2 separate regions of the Mus musculus genome follow, and region 2 is linked to region 1. The links are chromatin contacts, called in public promoter capture Hi-C maps. All regions are on one chromosome and are shown on one strand. The core of a region is the stretch at or near the end of the contact, and the rest is flanking DNA. Distances in the headings are between cores, read along the strand shown. Region 1 overlaps Clasp1 (CLIP associating protein 1). Region 2 has its middle 61 kb from the start of Tfcp2l1.

What was found. Promoter capture Hi-C pulls out the DNA fragments that hold promoters and counts their contacts.
Region 2: a promoter capture Hi-C map of embryonic stem cells shows a contact between it and region 1, with 3 times the contacts expected there. The contact joins two enhancer-like sites. A contact is called at or near these places in 6 of 39 promoter capture datasets (the HPC-7 cell line, embryonic stem cells, epiblast stem cells and 1 more), 2 of 484 Hi-C or Micro-C datasets (both in embryonic stem cells), 4 of 115 datasets of contacts at active chromatin or transcription factors (embryonic stem cells and extraembryonic endoderm stem cells) and 2 of 9 other capture datasets (adipose tissue and embryonic stem cells).

What each region holds. Positions count from the first base shown.
Region 1 is chr1:118,593,481-118,599,620 of GRCm38.p6, forward strand. The region is part of intron 40 of Clasp1 (CLIP associating protein 1); the gene reads left to right. Among named protein-coding and RNA genes, the nearest start is that of Tfcp2l1, 31 kb to the right of the region's middle. Within about 2 kb of position 4,236, at least 18 of the 459 cell types and tissues checked have an H3K27ac peak or open chromatin away from gene starts, as enhancers often do. A contact at or near this core is called in embryonic stem cells, where this site is marked.
Region 2 is chr1:118,686,163-118,691,687 of GRCm38.p6, forward strand. No RefSeq gene overlaps it. Among named protein-coding and RNA genes, the nearest start is that of Tfcp2l1, 61 kb to the left of the region's middle. Within about 2 kb of position 3,954, at least 17 of the 459 cell types and tissues checked have an H3K27ac peak or open chromatin away from gene starts, as enhancers often do. A contact at or near this core is called in embryonic stem cells, where this site is marked.

The DNA of each region.
Region 1 (6,140 bases), core at 2,986-5,485:
AACTGAAATACATCTTAAAAGTTTCTAGAGGACCAAAGAATCAGTGGACCCTCACTGCATGAGGACCTCAGTGAAGCAGGGTTAATCACATGCGTGTGCTCCCAGTGCCCCTATGGCAAGACTGGAGACAGAGACAGGAGAATCTCTGTAAGCTCACAAGCCAGTGAGGTTATCTTACACAACCGCAAAGTATAGGAGAAACCCTGGTGCAAACAAGGTAGGAGACAGGAATGAGGCCTGAAAGTTGCCCTCTTGAGTTCCTCAGGTTCACTGTGACACACACGGGCAGGAATTCACACACACACACACACACACACACACACACACACACACACACACATATATACCTACAAATACACATCTGGGTGTGTAGGGTAGGCAGAGGGTGGGGGGGAGAGAAATAGTTTAAGGGGGCAGTGCTGGGGAGATGGCTCAGCAGTTAAAAACTTTCTCAGCATCCACACAACCATGAGTAGTTCCAGTTGCAGAAGTGGCCTCCCCTGGCTTTCTGAGAGCACTGCATGCATATGGCGCATGCAGGCAAAACACTCATGTGCGGAAAAAAATTTAAGAGTTTTAAAAAGCTATTATTCAAAATTGGAAAGGTGGGACTGGTGGCAAGATGGCTGGTTTCCTTATCCATGAGCCAAAGTCAGCTGTTGTAAATTCTTTCCAAAAGAGCAGTGCACGCAGAACATGTTTCTGACCCATTGAAAACGTTGCCCGCGGGCAGTAACAGTCCACAGATGGCAAACTGCAGAGACTGACAGGTAGCCTTAGACCCCAGCCAAAAGCTTTGTTTTTGAAAGCTGGTATTTGTCATCATAGACATAGTCCTTTCATAGTTCCAATCTGAGGAAGTGAGTCTGCCAGGACCTCACTGTCTGTTTAGTAGATAATGTTGCATTTCACATCTGTAGCACTCATGAAGTTTCTGTGTGTTGTGTTGGGTTTTCATTCAGCAAACATCTTAAAGGGCTAAGCTTGATATCGTGGCCTTTGTGATAACTTCATTCATGTGAACTCTCTTCTTCTTTTACATCTTTACACTGAGAGAGTTAGGGCTGATAGAGAATCTCTCCTTTGATCAGAGAACTGGCAGCAGGGCATGCGTCTGAGGCTGTGTGAGGTATGAGAAGACTGGAAACCAGAGTCTCAGTAGAGCCCGCTGTTCCCTCCTTCCCCCAGGGTCCACTCACATACAGCCCACATATACAGGGCTGTTTGTGAGTGCAGGTATAAACTTGGCAGTTTCTATATATAGCCAGGTAGGCTTTGTCTCCCAAGGGCCAGCCCCAGCTCTAGTTCTGGAAGCTGGAACTGGCCAATCATTTTATTTTATTTTGTTGGGGGTGGGGGTGGGGGGGTTCACATTAGTCAGTGTTTGATTCTATTTACATACTTACAGAGTAAAATGTTGGCTAGGCAGAGTGGTTCATACATGCAATCCCAGTTGCCAGGAGTTGGGGATCACTTGAGCCCCAAAATTCAAGGCCAGCCTAGGCAAAATAACATGACCCTGCTTCTTTAAAAAGTATATACGGGACCAAGGCTCTCCCTACAGTCTGCCAGCTTCGGGTTAGTATCCTGGACTCACGTGGAGGAAGGAGAGAACTAACTTGTCCTTGGACTTCCACACATCATGGCACCATGGCATGTGCCCACAAGAGAGGGCAGAGAGACAAGAAATTAAAAAAAATAGTCATGTCACAGTAATGCCACCAAACATTTCTAGTTGCAAACCATAAATGTTGGTGTCTAGGACATCAGAATCCAGTTTTAGATGGCATGACTTATTTGAGGAAATTGATTTCTTAGCTAATTAATAACTTTTTTCTCTAGAGGTTTTGTTTTTAACTCTTTTCCAGTTAAATTTTATATTTTATGACTTCAAGGAGTCAGAGAAGCAAAATGAGACAGACCAAAGTTGCTTGACAACAGAAAGGGGAGCTTCCTGGTACTGGCTGTCTGGCCACCCTGAGCAGTAGGGTATGTGTGATCAGTCCTTGGAACAGATAACTGTGGTCAGAGTAAGCTTGTTCCTGATAAGGTATCCTCTTCAGGTGCCAATTAAAATTCCCAGCCGGCCCTGTCTCCACAGCCTGTGTTCAGGAATGACCCTCTGCACCCTCCTGGCAGCAGAGCAACCCAGGAACCTACAAGTCATTACACCTCTGTGGACCTTGCTTTCTTCTTATCTGGTCGCCCCAGGCTACCAGAGTAGAGGGTTATCTGTGTGTCTTCTAGTTCCAGGATAATAGCCTCAATATTATGTGGCTACTGAGTAACAAACCTAAATCCTCACACATGCTAAAGCTCTAGTTTCCCTGGGCCCAATCTTAGGATTTGACCAGAAGCCCTGTTTCCTTTGGAAATTCTTGCTTTTTTAATAAACAGACAAAATCAGAAGCCTAGATAGCATCATTGTGTGGTTCCTAGTTGTTGAGACAGCAACTGCTAGGATACAGACTCCTCTAATGACTGTTTTGTCACTGACGTGAGCCAGGTGGGAGGAGGACAGGACAGCCTTCAAGTCTGTAGTGTGTGAGTTCATTACAGCAAAGATCACTGTATGGTTCCTAGCAAGGAGCACTAAGAACTGCTGGAAATATCAGGGTAGACAGCCAGGACAGCAAGGTGAACAGGAGAGAGAAAACTGGCTGAGAGCCGGTGCAACAGGGAGTGGGATGGGCGGGTATAGAAGGTACCCAGGCTGAAGCCCACTGCAGGGGAATGCAGGGGCTCACCAAGTCAGGGAGCCAGTGCAGTTGCCATCCTAGTGGGCCAAGCCCAGTGTCCTTCCTGTGGATGGTACTACCGCTCCCGCTGCTGCTGTTGAAGGGCAGAATAAGTCTGTACTGGTAAGCTGACCCCTGAGAGCCATGCCACCTGCCCCTTAGCTGACTCCTGGCCTTAAGCAGCTCTGGAAGGCAGCTGCTTTGGATGGCAGAGCTTTACCTTGGAGGCAGGAGATAGATTTGCACAGTGCTCACAGGCTATGCTGGACATGTCTCTGAGGCTTCCTGATGTCTAGGGGTGTTACAGGTGTCCTTCCCTGTGGTATCCATATTGGTGAGGTGAGGTGGCTATGTCCCCTTTACCTTCTCCTGTTGAAGAAAGTATGCTAACTTAAAATAGAAGAAAAGTTATTACATTTATTTACTTACTTTGTGTATGACACACAACACAATAAAGTAAATGTAATTTAACTGCATTTCATTGACTAGATCTAAGAGGCCATTTAAATTCAACTTTAAAAAAAAAACCTCTATATAAATTATTGTAAAAATGACTTGTATCCCTGGGGTGCTGCCTGCTTTCAGTCTGTTGTGTGTGTGCGTTCTGTGGCTAGGCCAGCATCAGCATTGGACTGGAAAGCACTGTGATTTTTTTTTTAGAGATGGACAGTGGACTTAGGAATGCGAGATTACTCCATAGCTCAGCCCCTCTATAGGGTTGGGCCTATATCTGCCACTCCCCACCCCACCACCCTCCTAGAGCCCCTCCCACTCCTCACCATTTGCCCCTGCCATCCCCAATCTACCCAATGAGTAGGTCAGTCTCTTGTGTGGGTGGGGGGTGGGGTGGGGGGTGGCATGCATGCGGCAGTGACTCCACAGAGCTCGGAGGACCATGTAGGAAACAGTTCTCTCTCCCAAGTGGATACCAGGGAGTAAGCACGGGCCCTCAAGCTTGACAGTAAGCCCACTCACTGGTCAGGAGTGCACAGCTCTTGTGCTTCCCTTCTGAGGAGTTTTGAAGCCCCTCTCTGTAGGTGGGCTTTTTTTTTTTCAGAGAAAAATGCTTATCAGGTTCAGATGAGTGATAAGATTTTATAAACCAAAACAACTCTCCATCCAGTTCTTCTTATAATTTTCCTGATGGGAACAACAACCACAGACATGAGAAGAGTTTACCTCAGCATCTGCTGACTGAGGGAACAGAACCAGGCCAGAGCAGCCTCGGGAGCCAGAGCTTTCCTAGTCTCTCCCATTTCTACTCTAAGTCCTAGCTCCTGGCTGTGCTGTTTTGGGACATTACTCTTCCATTATAGTTTGTTGTTGCTGATTATTATTATAGACAAGGTTTCTCTGTGTACCCTTGCTGACCTGGAATTCCCTGTTGTAGAGCAGGCTAGCCTGAAACTCAGAAAAATTTGCCTGCCTCTGCCTCTAGGAGTGCTGGGATTAAAGACATATGTGACCACACCCAGCTCCCTTGTTATTCTACTGGACACCAAGACTCCTTGTCTTCTGTATTTGTTGACACCTTTCTGGCAAGTTCCAGAAGGTGGCATCAGCATGTCTTTAGCTTCCAAATAATCCAGGAGCTAAGCTTCAGGTGCCTGGGAGGTGCTCTTGGGTTCTAGCCATCATTGTTTTTGGATGCCTGCAGTTTGTTCTTTCTTTCTTTTTTCTTTTTTTTTTTTTTTTTTTTGTAATGTATCCAGTTCTGCTGCATCTGAGACAGAGCCAAATCAAACTTGGTGTACTCCAAACACGCAGTCCAAATGTCAAGAACTCCTATGCCCTAAAATTAAGAAACCTAATCTTTATGCAAACACTCATCAGTATTTTGAGTCATGATCACATTTCCTTAAGAAGCTGGGTGTGCAGGAGGATCAAGAGATCAAGACCAGCGTGGGCCACAGAGCTTGCTCCTCATTGCACAAACATCTGTGAAACAACTACATGTGTCAGTTACCTTTTTCTAGCTAAACACTTCCATCCTTAACAGTGAAAAGAAAGTTTCTGTGTTTCTAACCAGACAGAAGCCAAATCAGAATATAGATGGAGTCTGTCCACTGAGAAGTCAGCTGTAACCCTAATGGGGGGACTCTATATGTCTCCCCCACTTTTAAAACACCTACAGCACCAACAGCCTCTTTGTCTACTGAGAAACTACCTTCCTTTCCTTCTGCTGCCTGTGTTTGCTTTTGCTCTCTGTTTGCTTACATTATAACCTTGCTTCTTATGTTACAGAGAACACAGGGCAGAACCTAAAGTTTACCCTAATACAGGCAGCCTGCCAAAGCCAGGGTTTGGCATATGGAGGGAAGTCAGAACACTCCTTCTTTGCCAACCCAGTGTCTGTCCTGGCGAGCTTTCTGTCACCCTGGGGGAAAGAGAGGCCTTCAACTGCTCATCCTCGTGTGCAGTCCCTGGCAGTTGATGTCCAGTTTCCAGAAGCCCAGTGTACCCTGTTGTTGAAGTGCTTCGTGCCCACACCTTCTAAAATCCCTGGATGTCCCAAGATGCTGGAGCGAGATTCCCTTCAGCAGAGCTGAAAGGGTGTGCTCCCAGCATCTCACAGCACAGTTGAACCTGCTCAGGGGGACGGGAGCATGGGACGTCTTCTCACTGTGAGATGCCTGAGGATGTGGCTTCTCTTGAGGCTAACTGGCAGAGGCTGGGGCCTGACTCTGTCTTCAAGTCTGTTTGTTCTACTCTGCCCCTGGTGAGATCTTCAGTTCTAGTTGCCACACATCAGTGCACTTAGATCAGCCACATCTAAGTCTAAATCACTGTCTCTGGGCTGGTGATGTAACTGATGGCTGAGCGCTTCTTGGGCATGTATGAAGGCCCAGGTTCAGTCCTCCAAACCAGCACTACAGCAACAACAAAGACAACACCGTGGCTGCAGTCAGTCCCACATCGTTCCCTCCAGTGCTCCATGGCAGCTGGGCATGGTGCATTTTTGAAACACTGAACTAGTGTCTTCACAGCAGCCTTGCTGCTGGGCCAAGTTGAAAAGAAAGGCCAGTTTCCCACCACAGGCCTTGCTGTGTGCACATCTAGCCCAGCTCTCCCCAGCAAGCTCTTGCACTATAGCCTTAAAGCAACCCATGGGTAGAGAAGGAAACTGAGGGATGATGGGAACCCTCCCCCTTCCCCCTTTTCAGACAACTGGTTGCTAGGGAAATAACCTGAGACTAATCTTTTTCCAAAGAACTAATTTATTGTGCTTTGGTATATAGCCTAAGATGTATTTCCTTGTTATATAGTTCGTGTGTGTGTGTGTGTGTGTGTGTGTGTGTGTGTGTGTGTGTGTGTGTGTTTTATATGTTGGTGGCATGTGTGCCACGATACACTTGTAGTAGAGATCAAAGGACAGCTTTGAGGAGTCAGTTCTTGCCCTCC
Region 2 (5,525 bases), core at 2,704-5,203, 92 kb after region 1:
CATAGATCAGCAATGGAGTATTTGCCTTTTGAGCATCAGAACCTGAACTTTAAATTTAAAAATTTTAAAATACATATGTTTTTAAAAAGCCAGCACTGAGGAAGTGGAGACAGGCAGGTACCTAGAGTACTGGCTAGTTCAATTAGTGAACTCCGAATTTGGTGAGGGATCCTGTTTAAATAAGTTAGGCAAGCTGAGCATGGGGGACATATGCCTTTAACCTCATCACTTGAGATAGAAAGCCAGAGAGGCAGGAGGATCTCTGTGAGTCTGAGGCCAGGCTGGTCTACATACCTAGTGAGTTCCAGGACAGCCAGGGCTACACAGAACCCTGTCCCTAACAACAACAAATTAGGCAAATAATGATAGAGTAGGACCCTCAGCATTGACCTCTGGCCTTTACAAATACACACACACACACACACACACACACAACTGTACACATGAACATATACAAATGCCCACACATATGCATATGCATGTGTGAGAATGGACTGGCGAAGAAAGAAAACAAGAAAAATGCCAGTGTTGCCCACACTGGTTCTGCCTGGCTGTATTCTGAGTCCGGTACCAAGGTCTCTAGCACCCCTATTGAGGCTCCATAGTCAGCCCTTCTTTATAAAAGGAGGCCAGGTGGTAGAGTACTTGCTTAGCCTGCTGGAAGTCATCCTCAGCATAAGCAGGGCATGGTGATACATTCCTATGGTCCCAGACTTTGGACGGTAAAGGCAAGAGAATCAGGCATTAGTGTTCATTGTTGGCTACATGGAGATTTCAAGGCCAACCTGGGCTACCTGAGACTCTGTTCAAAGCAACAAAAAAGCCAAGACAACTCTTCCTTGAGGAGCCCATACCTGGTGCTTCAGGGCAGCAGGGGTGGGGTGCTTGGGGGTGGTGAGAAGAAAGTTGATCTTTAGGACCTATTTGTTTATAATTCATTCATGTTCTTTTCCAACCAGTTGTCCTCTTGAGCCCACAGTGTGCAGTACCAGGCACTACAATGGCGACAGGAATAGAGAGAGGCTGACTGTCTTCTACTTCTTGCAGGATCTTTCCAAGGCCCTTACTTGTGTGACTAACTCAAGCATATGCTGTCAACTTTAAGAAAAAAAGTGCATTGTTTGTGGAAAGAGAGTGAGCCTGCACCTTCCAAAGCCCCAAGGGCCATGTTTGTATACAAAACAGACAGGCAGTGTGGGGCCGCCATGGCTGGGCACACAGAGGCCCACTGTCAGGCAGGGCTGAAGGTCGAAGCTCCTGCATGACACAGCTGTGGCACTGGCCTGCAGGCCTCCAGGGGCATGCCGTAGGAAGCAGGGAATTGTGTAGACTCACCCTCCCCACCCCCGTTAGGAGAGAGCAGCTCAGGGGTACTCTGGAAGGCAGAGTGCTGTGTGCTCCGAGGCCCCCAGAAAAACCTCAGGACTGTGTGAGGACTCGGAGCTAGTCTAATCTCTGTGGTTCCTGCTGCTGCTGGGGAAACTGAGGCCCACTGAAAGGAAGCAAAGAAGTCAGGTGCCCACACCATAAGCTGTGTAGGCTGAGCCATCTTCTTTTTGTAACTCAGCCTAACCTTGAACACTATTTATCTTGAACTTGCAATCCCGACTCCACCCCGAGGGCATACTATGCTCAGTTTTGGCACTGGGGGTAAGGGGTGTGCTTGCTTAAATCGTTTTCTCTACACCATACACAACGCATCATTGAGTGCTCCATTGTTCTGGCTGCCAGTGGGGTGTCCAACAAACCATCACCGTGTGGCAGAATAGAGATGTGAAGACGCTCATCAAGATTACCCTGAATCCAGTTAAAAAAACACCCAGAAGCCCTTCTCAGCTGAGCTGGGCTTCATACACCAGTAAGTGGGAGGAAAGCCCGCCATACTCAAATACGGACCAGGTGCGTGCTATGTAAATCAGCTATAAAAAGGTCCCGAGTCTCCTGCACACAGCTTTTCTTCAGCTACCCTTATTGGCTGTTTGTTTGATGTGTGAGGATGTGCACACACGTGCTACATGTGTGGAAGTCAGAGGGAAATTCATGGCAGCAGTTCTTGCCTTTTGGTTCTGGGAATCAAACTCAGGACTTCAAGTTTGGCCAAAAGTGGCTTTATCTGCGGAGCTGTGCTGCTGGCTTCTGGACCAGCCCTTTCGAGTGTCCGCCTTTCCCAGGGCTCACTAGCCTGCTTTCCTTTCCTTTCCTTTTTTTTTTCTTTTTTCTTTTTTTCTTTTTTTTAAGATTTATTTATTATTGTAAATAAGTACACTGTAGCTGTCTTCAGATGCACCAGAAGAGGGTGTCAGATCTCGTTACGGGTGGTTGTGAGCCACCATGTGGTTGCTGGGATTTGAACTCGGGACCTTCTGAAGAGCAGTCAGTGCTCTTACCCACTGAGCCATCTTACCAGCTCCTTCCCTTTTCTAAATTATTATTATTTTTAAATTTTTATGTGAACTGGTGTTTGGCCACACGTATGCCTGTATGAGGGTGTAGGATTAGCTAGGACTGGAATTACAGTCAGTTGTGAGCTGCCCTGTGGGTACTAGAAATTAAACCTGGGTCCTCTGGGATTGCAGCCTGTGCTCTTAACCACTGAGCCATCTCTCCACCCACCCCAACCTCCCCCAACCCCATCCCCGGCTTTTCCTTCCTTCCTAAACTGTCTCTGTTCTACTTGTATGTCTAACCATGTGTCCCTGGTCAAATTCTTTGTTCAGGGACACAAGAGCCTGGAAACTCAACGTTCAGATCCGAGTTAATGCAGCACGGAGGGAAGACAGGTAAGGGCCACCGGACTCCAGCCGCCAATCACAAAAGAGTCTCCGGGTTACCCACAGTGCTTCAAAGGAGAGATTCTCGGGCCTCTTTCTTCAAGTTCAACATTCCACAATGTTGCCTCACAAAACTAAGAGCAGCATTTGGTCAGTGTTTGTTCATTCTATTCAAAACATTTTTACTTTATTATAGTGTGTGTGTGTGTGTGTGTGTGTGTGTGCTAAGGATAGAATTTGGGACCTTGGGTGTTAGGCATACTCAACTTTATTAGGGGTCTTTATAGAGGCATTGCCACATTGTCACAGTCTCCAGCTCTCCTGAATGATGGGGGTGGGGACTGAAAGCTTCTGGTTCAAGACTGTGGCATCCTTGTGGCATCCTTGTGACCAACATATGGGCCATCTGGGATGCCTCTGGGATGCCTCCAACAATCATCTTACTGTAATAGAAGATGCTCCTATCACACAAGGAATAGCATGGATTTATTTTATTATTTAAAAAATGTATTTATTGCTGGGCATGGTGATACACACCTTTAAATCCCAGTACTTGGGAGGCAGAGGCAGGCTGATCTTTGAGCTGGAGGCTAGCCTGCTCTACATAGAGAATTCTAAGCCTCAAGTCTGCAGGGTCTACATAGTCAGATTCTGTCTTTAAAAAAAAACTTACTTTAAATTATTATTATTAGTAGTAATAGTAATCTTACTATTATTATTGTTGTGTATGAGAGATATGGGTGTGTGAGGCCAGAGGAAGTTGTCATGGTTGTCCTCTGTCACTCTCTACACACAGCAGAAGGCCCACAAAGTGGATACCAAGGAGTCATGGTGACACCAGGTATATGGACAAGGTCCTACTATCCCAAAGTCACAAGGCTGGCTTTCTCTGAAAGGGAGAGGCCATGGTGCCTGGTGGGAACACAACAAAGGTGTCTATTTCTGGACTGTGGCTTTGTGTGAAGTCACCGAGCTGTGCTGTTTTGTACTTTTGTGAATTCCATTGCACAATGGGAAGCTGACAGGAGAGGAGGGGACTGCGATAAACTAAAAGTGCCATTCAGCTGAAGGACCTGCCCTTGGGGTGTGTCCAGCTGGAGAGCAGTTCCCGAGAGCTAGGGTAGTTCTGGCTTCCCTTGCATCAGCTTCCTGGTACAGGCATGAACGGGATGCTAGGTACTCTCCCTCCGGGCCTCACCCACCTCTGCCATACTTCCAGGCCAAGGGGGTGTAGTTCCTCTACTGTCCTTATTTAAGGGGACTAAGAATTCTAGCAGCTGGGGCCTCACCTGGGTGTGGAAAGAGATGGCCTTTTAAGGTCTTACCACATTCCATTCATTTTTCTCCCCCCACACTCTCTCTCTCCCTCCCTCTCTCCCTTTCCCCCTCCCCCCTCTGTCTGTCTGTCTGTCTGTCTGTCTGTCTCTGTGTGTGTGTGTGTGTGCGCGTGCATATGGCTTCCTCACTTGAGGCCACCTGTGCTTCTCTGTTTTTAGACATACCCAAGTTTGATGTCCCCCTCTCTGGCTTTCCAGGTTCAGTAGAACCCTTACTTGGCTCACTCCTGACCTCCTGACCTGGCAGGCCCAGACACCATTCTTTGCTTTCATGACCCCATAAGGAATCCCTGGATTACATATTTCCACCCCCCATTGGTTACCTGATCCCAGGGTCTCTTGTATCTGCTTAGAGTCTGGACTTTAGGGAAGGTCTGTCTGTTTGTCATCTTCAGTAAAAATAACCCTAGGAGAGCTGGAGAGGTGGCTCAGTGGTTAAGAGCACTGACTGCTCTTCCAAAGGTCCTGAGTTCAATTCCCAGCAACTATATGGTGACTCACAACCATCTGCAATGTGATCTGACGCCCTCTTCTGGTGTGTCTGAAGACAGCTACAGTGTATTCATATACATAAAATAAATAACTCTTTTTAAAAAAAATAACCCTAGGAAGCCATGTGTGACTCAAGCCTGTAGTCATAGCAACGAGGCAGGAGGATTATGAGTTTCCAGATCAACCTAGGCCACACAGTATATGCCTGTATGTTCACGTGTGTGCACATATGTGTGTGCAGGTATGCGTGCCAATATATACACTGGGACTATACCTGGGTGCTGCCTGGCATGGGTGCTTGGGATTTGAGTCCAGGTTCTCAGCCTTGAGCAGCAAGTACTTTCTCTCTGAGTGAATCCCCCAGCCCACAGCATGAATGAATGGCTTCCAGGAAGATCAAAGAAGGCCTCTCTATAGCTTCATGTAGCAGTCTCGCACCATCTCTTATGCCCTCTCGGTCTTCTGAATCTGTTTCATAATGCCACAGAGGGCTGTGTCTGTCACTAGCCCATGGATTAGGATGCCATCCAGTGGGATGTAAGCCTTTCTTTCTTACCCTCTGTGTTGCAGCCGCCTAGAGCATAGCCAGACAAGAAGATGTTCGATCAAGACAAGAGGGAGCAAGCTAGGGAGATGGCTCAGTAAGAGCGCTTATTGTGGAAACACAAGGACCTGTGTTTAAATCCCTAGGACACACATGTAAAGGCCTAGTTGCGACTGTGAGCACATGCCTGTAACTCTAGTGCTAGAGGAGGGGGAGGGCAGAGACATGAGGGTTGCTGGCTTTTTGCTTCCTGCCTGGCTCTAGGTTTGGGAAGAGATGCTGTTGCCAAGGAGCCAGCTGGACATCAACAGAGTAGGTCACCTGAAGTCCTCCTCCCACCTCTGTATATGTGCCCACTTGGGTGCACCAACGTTCATTTGT